Regions from separate parts of the Mus musculus genome. Here region 2 is linked to region 1. A link is a contact called in public promoter capture Hi-C data. All regions are on one chromosome and are shown on one strand. Each heading gives the region's core, a stretch centred on a gene start, on an enhancer-like site or on the middle of the called end of the contact. The rest is flanking DNA. Distances are from core to core; before and after follow the strand shown.

Evidence for each region. Promoter capture Hi-C pulls out the DNA fragments that hold promoters and counts their contacts.
Region 2: a contact with region 1 is called in a promoter capture Hi-C map of liver, with 5 times the contacts expected there. The contact joins the promoter of 4930524J08Rik here to the enhancer-like site in region 1. A contact is called at or near these places in 4 of 39 promoter capture datasets (the 3T3-L1 cell line, hippocampal neurons and liver) and 1 of 115 datasets of contacts at active chromatin or transcription factors (astrocytes).

What each region holds. Positions count from the first base shown.
Region 1 is chr5:97,077,373-97,080,874 of GRCm38.p6, reverse strand. The region is part of intron 15 of Bmp2k (BMP2 inducible kinase); the gene reads right to left. Among named protein-coding and RNA genes, the nearest start is that of Paqr3, 32 kb to the left of the region's middle. Within about 2 kb of position 1,989, at least 15 of the 459 cell types and tissues checked have an H3K27ac peak or open chromatin away from gene starts, as enhancers often do. A contact at or near this core is called in liver, where this site is marked.
Region 2 is chr5:99,977,448-99,980,810 of GRCm38.p6, reverse strand. 4930524J08Rik reads right to left here and starts at 1,876. Exons shown (of 2, transcript XM_030254981.1): 1 at 1,859-1,876; 2 at 1,145-1,774. The coding sequence starts at 1,876. The coding sequence ends at 1,259. Hnrnpd (heterogeneous nuclear ribonucleoprotein D) reads left to right here and starts at 1,873. Exons shown (of 9, transcript NM_001077265.2): 1 at 1,873-2,419. The coding sequence starts at 2,187.

The sequences.
Region 1 (3,502 bases), core at 740-3,239:
ATATCCCGAACATGCTGCTTTGAATTTCAGGCTCTCCTGTAGACATAATCATCTGAGATTTGTATTGTTAATGTAAAAATAACAGTTTGAAGTGGGGGGGTGGGGGGATGGGAACACTCCCAGTAAGTACTGGGCAGGTTCCTCACAGCTCAGACACCCTGAGAATGGATCCTCTCGGTTACACCGTTAGTAACTGACAGGGGGAGCATCTGGTTTCATGGACTTAGCAGCTTGTCTTATCTGGGCCTGACTTTCCTGGGAACACAGCAGCGCTGGTGCACGATACAGACAACACCTGGCCACACCATTCTTTACTCTTGCTCCCTGCCTGGGAACAACACACTAAAATGATCAGTCTTTGGAGTCTTCTAGCAAGATGCACTGTCACTGCAGGGGACAAAAAAGCAAGCTTAACATTTAGGTACAGATTTAATAAGCAAGTGGCAGGGCCAAATCTTTATGGCCAAGCTATTATTTATTAATAAATAGCAGTAAAATAATCATTTGAGAGCTATTAGTTAAAATACTTGTCTCCCAAATAAGAAAATAAATAAATCTTAATTGAAACATATTAAATAGACTTCCAGGGAAAATAGTAATATATTAATATGTTCCACATTTAAGTAAGAAAAACATGAATAAAATTTTAAATTAGCTCAGATTCCAAGTAAAACCGTCATTCCCAATTTTAAGAGAGAACATTTTCAGAAATTCAACATTGTGAAGAGTCCGAACAATTTCAAACACCGAGACTTTCCCCTGAAAGACCTTACCTCAGAAGCTCCTGGACCAGAGTGGGCTCTGGACACAATCCACGTGCAGAAATGTTTCCCTACCGCCCCACCCACCCACACACATACGTCAGAAATTAGAGCACGTTATCATTTTGTCAAGTGTTGTTTGCATCCCAGTAACAGTGCAAGTTCACTCAGACCAAAAGCCTGAGAATATGTGACTAGGATAAGCAATGCAGATCTGAGGAGATCAGTAAAAGCCCTAAGTTTTCAAGTGTTAAATATCTTTTTAGTTTATAAAGTATCCAGCATTGAAATCCTAATTTAAACCACGAGAGCCAGGAGAACCTCGCTGAGCAACAGGAGAGAGCAAGCACAAACTCCAATTATCCTTCTGACCAGAGCCACTGTTCACCTCCCACACCTCGTGCACCACACTGTCAGTGATGGAATGTGCCAATCACTCAGTAACCTTAGCAACATCTCAGCATGGACTAAAGAAGTGGAATAACAACTGTTTGGTGTCTACCTAAAAATATACATACAACATAAAGTCCTCTTAAGCTAAATTAGAGAGCTGCTTGAAGACTTATAGTTTAGATGGTTTCATTACTCAGTGACTTGCTTCTTTAACCTGCAGAATGAATGGCATTATCGGCCTCACGGCTTTTATTAGGGATTAAAGTGAAGACGCAGAGAGACTGTGGGCAGCAGTCATGGCACTTGTAGGTACTCTTCATGGAGCCCTAACTACACACTTGTGATGCCCCAGGGAAGGTGTCAAAGGGTCAAGATATTTACTGCAGCACCAGTTCTCCACATTCTCTCCAACTCCTCACTACTGACTTCCCAATACACTGGGATCTGTAAGGTTTGCTCTAAGGTTTGCTATGATCTATGCTAGAGATGTCTTTCTCTTCCATTTGAAACACATCTTCAGAACTGACTTGCCATGTCCACAGGCCATCATGCCTTCCTATTTCTTGAAAGGTTTAGTCTAGTACCACTCAAATTTCAGTTCTTGGGCCTTCTCTTACATCTCTTCACTGTTTTGGAATTATAACCCTGTTTCTTAGCTTCAACTGTATCCTGAACTCTTTCAATAACAAGGGATTTGTAGACATACATTTAGTTCAATCTCTCTTTACACATGAGGAATTTGATAGTTACCAGAGTTTGGAGCCACATATATTAAAGCCTCAGTGACTTCTCCTGCTGCAGACACTACCTTCGAACTCTGACCTGTAAACTCTGGACTAGCGTCACCAGGCAATGTTCAGCACAGTTTACCAAAGCATTGCCAAGTACGACCAGGAGCTGGCCTGCCTGCTTCCTTTTGCCCCCTATGGCGGCATGCCATAACAGGGGAAAGTACTACCATATGGGTACTTGTTGTTTCTGCTTCAACAGTGTTTGAACTGAGCTGTTCCTTAAGGGTTCTTTATATATCTTTTATCACGTTTGCTTTGTCTTTCATGGGTGAGTAAGACAGTGTTTGACTTCAAAGCACCTTAGCAACCTGTGAGACACTGCTCCTCTGTCACTCTGAAGGCTCCATGCCTCCTCTGTCACCACATCTGACAATGGGTGACAGACACAACTGTATGTGTGTTGGGCAGGGAATGGGGAAGGGGAGGAGTGTGGGGGGTTCTGAAAACAAGCTTACCTCACCAAACAGATGCAAAAACAGGAATTCACCAAAAGAATGTTGAGAGAATAAACTGACCAATTCTGGGTTGTAAGTTTTCACAAAAGACAATTTCTAGATGTTCAAACTTCAAAGGTATATTCTTGCACAAGCTAAATGGAACCTTTAATACTCAATCCAAATTTGGAGGGGATATCTAACACAGCATTTCTTTGGCTGGATATTTATACAGTGGTTAACAGTATTCTCTTAAACACTTCATTTAAGAAGTGAAGTCCTAGTTAATGCTTCACTATTTTAAATCAATCCTGCAAAGTATATACCTGTAAATTCATAAACTACCGAAGAGCCACGTTGCTGAAAGTCCCCTCCTCAGGGACAAAGCACATTTGCCACATTCTGTCTACACTGCAACTCTTCCCATTTCGTTTCCGCTCAAAGGGCAAACAGTTGGCATCCTTTTAATCATGTAAGAAGCTTGCTGTGTCAAGGAAATTTTGTTTCAATGCTCTTTTCTTTAGTATCAGCTTATAGAGGATAAATGGCTTGAACTGCGATTGTAATTACATGCCGTCTGTTGTCCTATCATCCAGGCAGAGGAGGGGAGGGGCACTTTAAAGCACACTGTGAATTGGAAGCATACTGCCTGCCGTCATTTCCCAACAATTTATCATGTTAGGCCTCCGGATTAGTGGATTAGCAAAAGGTTTTATGAGAATCTGCAGGACTGCTCTGAAGGCAGGCCAAGTGGCAGAGTCCGAATGCAAGAAGACAACCACACAGGCTGTGAGCACTATTTCCAAACACAAGATGCCATAAGATGGGCCATTTTCTTATCTGACTGGTGGTGCAGGTTGTCTTCCATTTCATTTTTTAATTGCTTACTACTATTTATGCTACTCTTTATGGAAGAGTTTAACATCAGAACTGGATTCCTACTTATTAATTATGTGACTTAAACAAAGTAACTGGCACCCTCTGAGCCCGTTTCCATAGAACATATGGCAGATTTTAATTACGGCAAATAATATTGCCAACATCTTGAAAAAGAAGTCCTGACCATCAAGAATCATAAACTGACTCTAAAGGAAGAAGTGACATACCTCATCACTTTACAGGT
Region 2 (3,363 bases), core at 627-3,126, 2.9 Mb before region 1:
CCTGTGAATTAAAGTAAACTTTTTTCGGTAAAATGATGTCTTAGTTACTGTTCTACTGTTGTGAGGACCAATGCAATGTGTAAGAGAAAAGCATTTGGTTGGGGGCTTGCTTCTAATTTGAGAGGGGTAGTCCAGTGTCAGCATGGTGGGAAGCAGGCAGGGTAGGCAATGACCTGTGGGCTGAGAGCTTTCCATCCTGATCCACAGGCAGCAGGCAGAAAGGCCTGGTATGGCCTTTGAAACCTCAAAGCAAATTCCATGAATACCATCTCCCAACACAGCCATGCCTCCTAATCCTTCCCAAACAGTTCCATGGCATGGTGACTAAAACATTCAAACATAGGAGCCTTTGGGACCAATCTCTAAACCACTACAACCAGTTTTTCTAAAAGGCTCATCATTTAAATCCATAGGATAAATAAAAACCTCGGGTTCATCCAAGTTGTTGCCAACCTGCAATATTTGACTTGAGTCATCTTATTTGGTCAGTATTTTTGGATGGTAAAGAAAAACGTGGAATCACTTCTTTTTCGCCAATCATCTTGGTGGTTGCCTGTCTGTGATTTGCTCAATGTTGAAGACATTTCCACTATTTGATGCATATTCTTTCATTTTATGGATTCTGTAACAAACTGTAGTGATAAATCTTGTTTTAATCGTTGGGATTTTCAGATTATGTACAGTTACTGTAAATTGACTTAAAGTACACCATGGGAAGCATTTATTTAAAATTTTTTTATGTGTTTTGCTAAGGGGTAATGCCAGGTTGGCCTCAACAGTCCTTCCTCCCTTCTCTGGGATCACAGTTCTGGGATTACAGCGTGTACCTAATTAGCTGGGCTGAAGTCCTGTCCCTGTATGCTGTCTTTTGTAAACTTCTCCAAACCCTGTTTGGAAACTGGATACTTACTAAGCAGTCGAGTGGTTGACGACAAAAAAAACCAAACCAAACCAAACCAAACCAAACCAGAAATTCCATTTTCTTCTAAGTCTTGCAGGAAGCTTCAAAGTCTAACTCCTGAGTAGGAATTCCAATAGGTTTCTTAGCGATTAATTTTAAAATCGTGAATCACACGCCTAACGGCGTTTCATTTTTTTCTTTTTATAAAATCGCCACCTCAACACCACAAACCCAGAAACCTCGTAAAGATGATTCATGACATTTATATATCCTGTTTAATACAAGGACTGTAACTCGTAAAAAAAAAGGAGCCCTGGAGTCGACCTTAATACATACACTTCCCAATCCATAGTGACTTCAAAGAATCGTGGCCGGCGTTAGGCTCTTGTAATAACGGAGGCAAAGCTTAAGACTAGGGAAGCAACTCTGAGAAGAGGCAGCCTCGACCATCAAAGCCGCCTTTGGACAGCGCCGCGGCGGAGCCTCAATGTCACCCGGCGCAGGGACGGCGGAGCACTGCACAGGCGCGGCCCGCTGCCCCACGCAGGTCCCGGGGCCCACAGCCGTGGCTCCCTGAGGGCAGCCTCCACGAAGTCTCCGCTGGGGATGGACGAACCACACCCCTCCAGGTCGGCCGCGCCTGCCAACCAAAGCCGAGGAGCGGCCGGTGACTCCAGGAATCCGCGGAAGGGCGGGGCCAAGGGACGGGGGCGGGGGAGGCCTCTCTAGCCGCGCCCTCGAACCAGCGCTCCTTGTTCTCGATGGTACCCGCGCGCCCCTCTTGCGCACGCCACTTCCGGTCCTCTTTAAAGGCCCGCGCCGCGCGACCGCGGGGCGTGAGAGCCAGTCGGAAAGGGACGGGGAGGGCGGGGCCTGCGCGGGGGGCGGGGCCTAGCGGTGGACGGGGGCGGGGGAGGCGCAAAGGGCGCGCTCCGGAGCCACGTGACCGGGACGCGCCGTTCTTCCGTCGGCCATTTTAGGTGGTCCGCGGCGGCGCCATTAAAGCGAGGAGGAGGCGAGAGTGGCCGCCGCTGCTACTTCATTCTTTTTTTTTTCAGTGCAGCCGGGGAGAGCGAGAGAGCGCGCTGCGCGAGAGTGGGAGGCGAGGGGGGCAGGCCGGGGAGAGGCGCAGGAGCCCTTGCAGCCACGCGCGCGCCTTGTCTAGGGTGCCTCGCGAGGTAGAGCGGGCATCGCGCGGCGGCGGCGGGGATTACTTTGCTGCTAGTTTCGGTTCGCGGCGGCGGCGGCGTCGGCGGGTGTCGTCTTCGGCGGCGGCAGTAGCACTATGTCGGAGGAGCAGTTCGGAGGGGACGGGGCGGCGGCGGCGGCAACGGCGGCGGTAGGCGGCTCGGCGGGCGAGCAGGAGGGAGCCATGGTGGCGGCGGCGGCGCAGGGGCCGGCGGCGGCGGCGGGAAGCGGGAGCGGCGGCGGCGGCTCTGCGGCCGGAGGCACCGAAGGAGGCAGCGCCGAGGCAGAGGGAGCCAAGATCGACGCCAGTAAGAACGAGGAGGATGAAGGGTGAGTAAGGGGCGGCCCCGGGCAGCCGCTCGCCAGGCCCCCTCCCCCTCCCCGCCATTAGGCCTCGCTCCCGCGACCGCCCGCCCGCCCGCAGGCCCCAGTGCAGTCGCCCCCTCGGCCGCCCCTCTTGTACCTCGGGCTCCCCCCCGGGCCTGCATCTCCTTCCCTGCCTGCTCGCCCCCTCCCCCATCACACACGTTTCCACCTTTAGCCGTCACCATGCTACTCCGCGGCCCGCCCTCTTTCCTCCCTCGCCGCGGGTCTCCTCCCACCGATGTGGCCGCCAGGATTTTTTCCCGCCTGTCGGAGCTTACCCTCCCACCCCACCCCCACGTCTCCCGGATTTCTAACCTCTTAGGCTTAAAAATGCAAACGCACAGAAAAGCTTTTTACCAGGGTTGCCAAGGTTGGTCGGGCGCTTCGCCCTCGCCCCCGAGACGGTGCGATTATTGACACGCTCTTGCTTTGGGAAAGCTGTAGGCTGTCCACCTCTCTTTTCTCCCGCGTCGGCCGCAGGCCATTGCTTTTAAATAGTTTTCGTCTTAGGATTCGTTCGTTCTGTCCACTTTACGCTGTCACCACGACACGCTCCTACAGGCCCTGCGTTTGTGCTGTAGACAGACCGGGCCTGCCAAAGTCCCTGGTCTGCTGGCGCGTTGGTGTGGCTCCGCGGGCTCCATTTAAGTCCTTCCTGGTCGATGGGGCCTGTACTTGACTGGGGCTCTTCCACCTCCCGCCTGCGGTTGCCCTTCCCCCATTCTGCCAAGTTATTCTCTCTATGCACCCTTTTCGCGCCCTCAGATTCTGGGTTGCCTATTTGTACAGATTGTAGTCTTTCCTTATTTAGTCTGTGCAACTACATTTTTTACATCTCTCTCCCGCCTTTTCAGTGCCCAGGAGCCTGTTTTGGTTTCTTCTCAGTCTCACCCTCTCACTATTGTTCA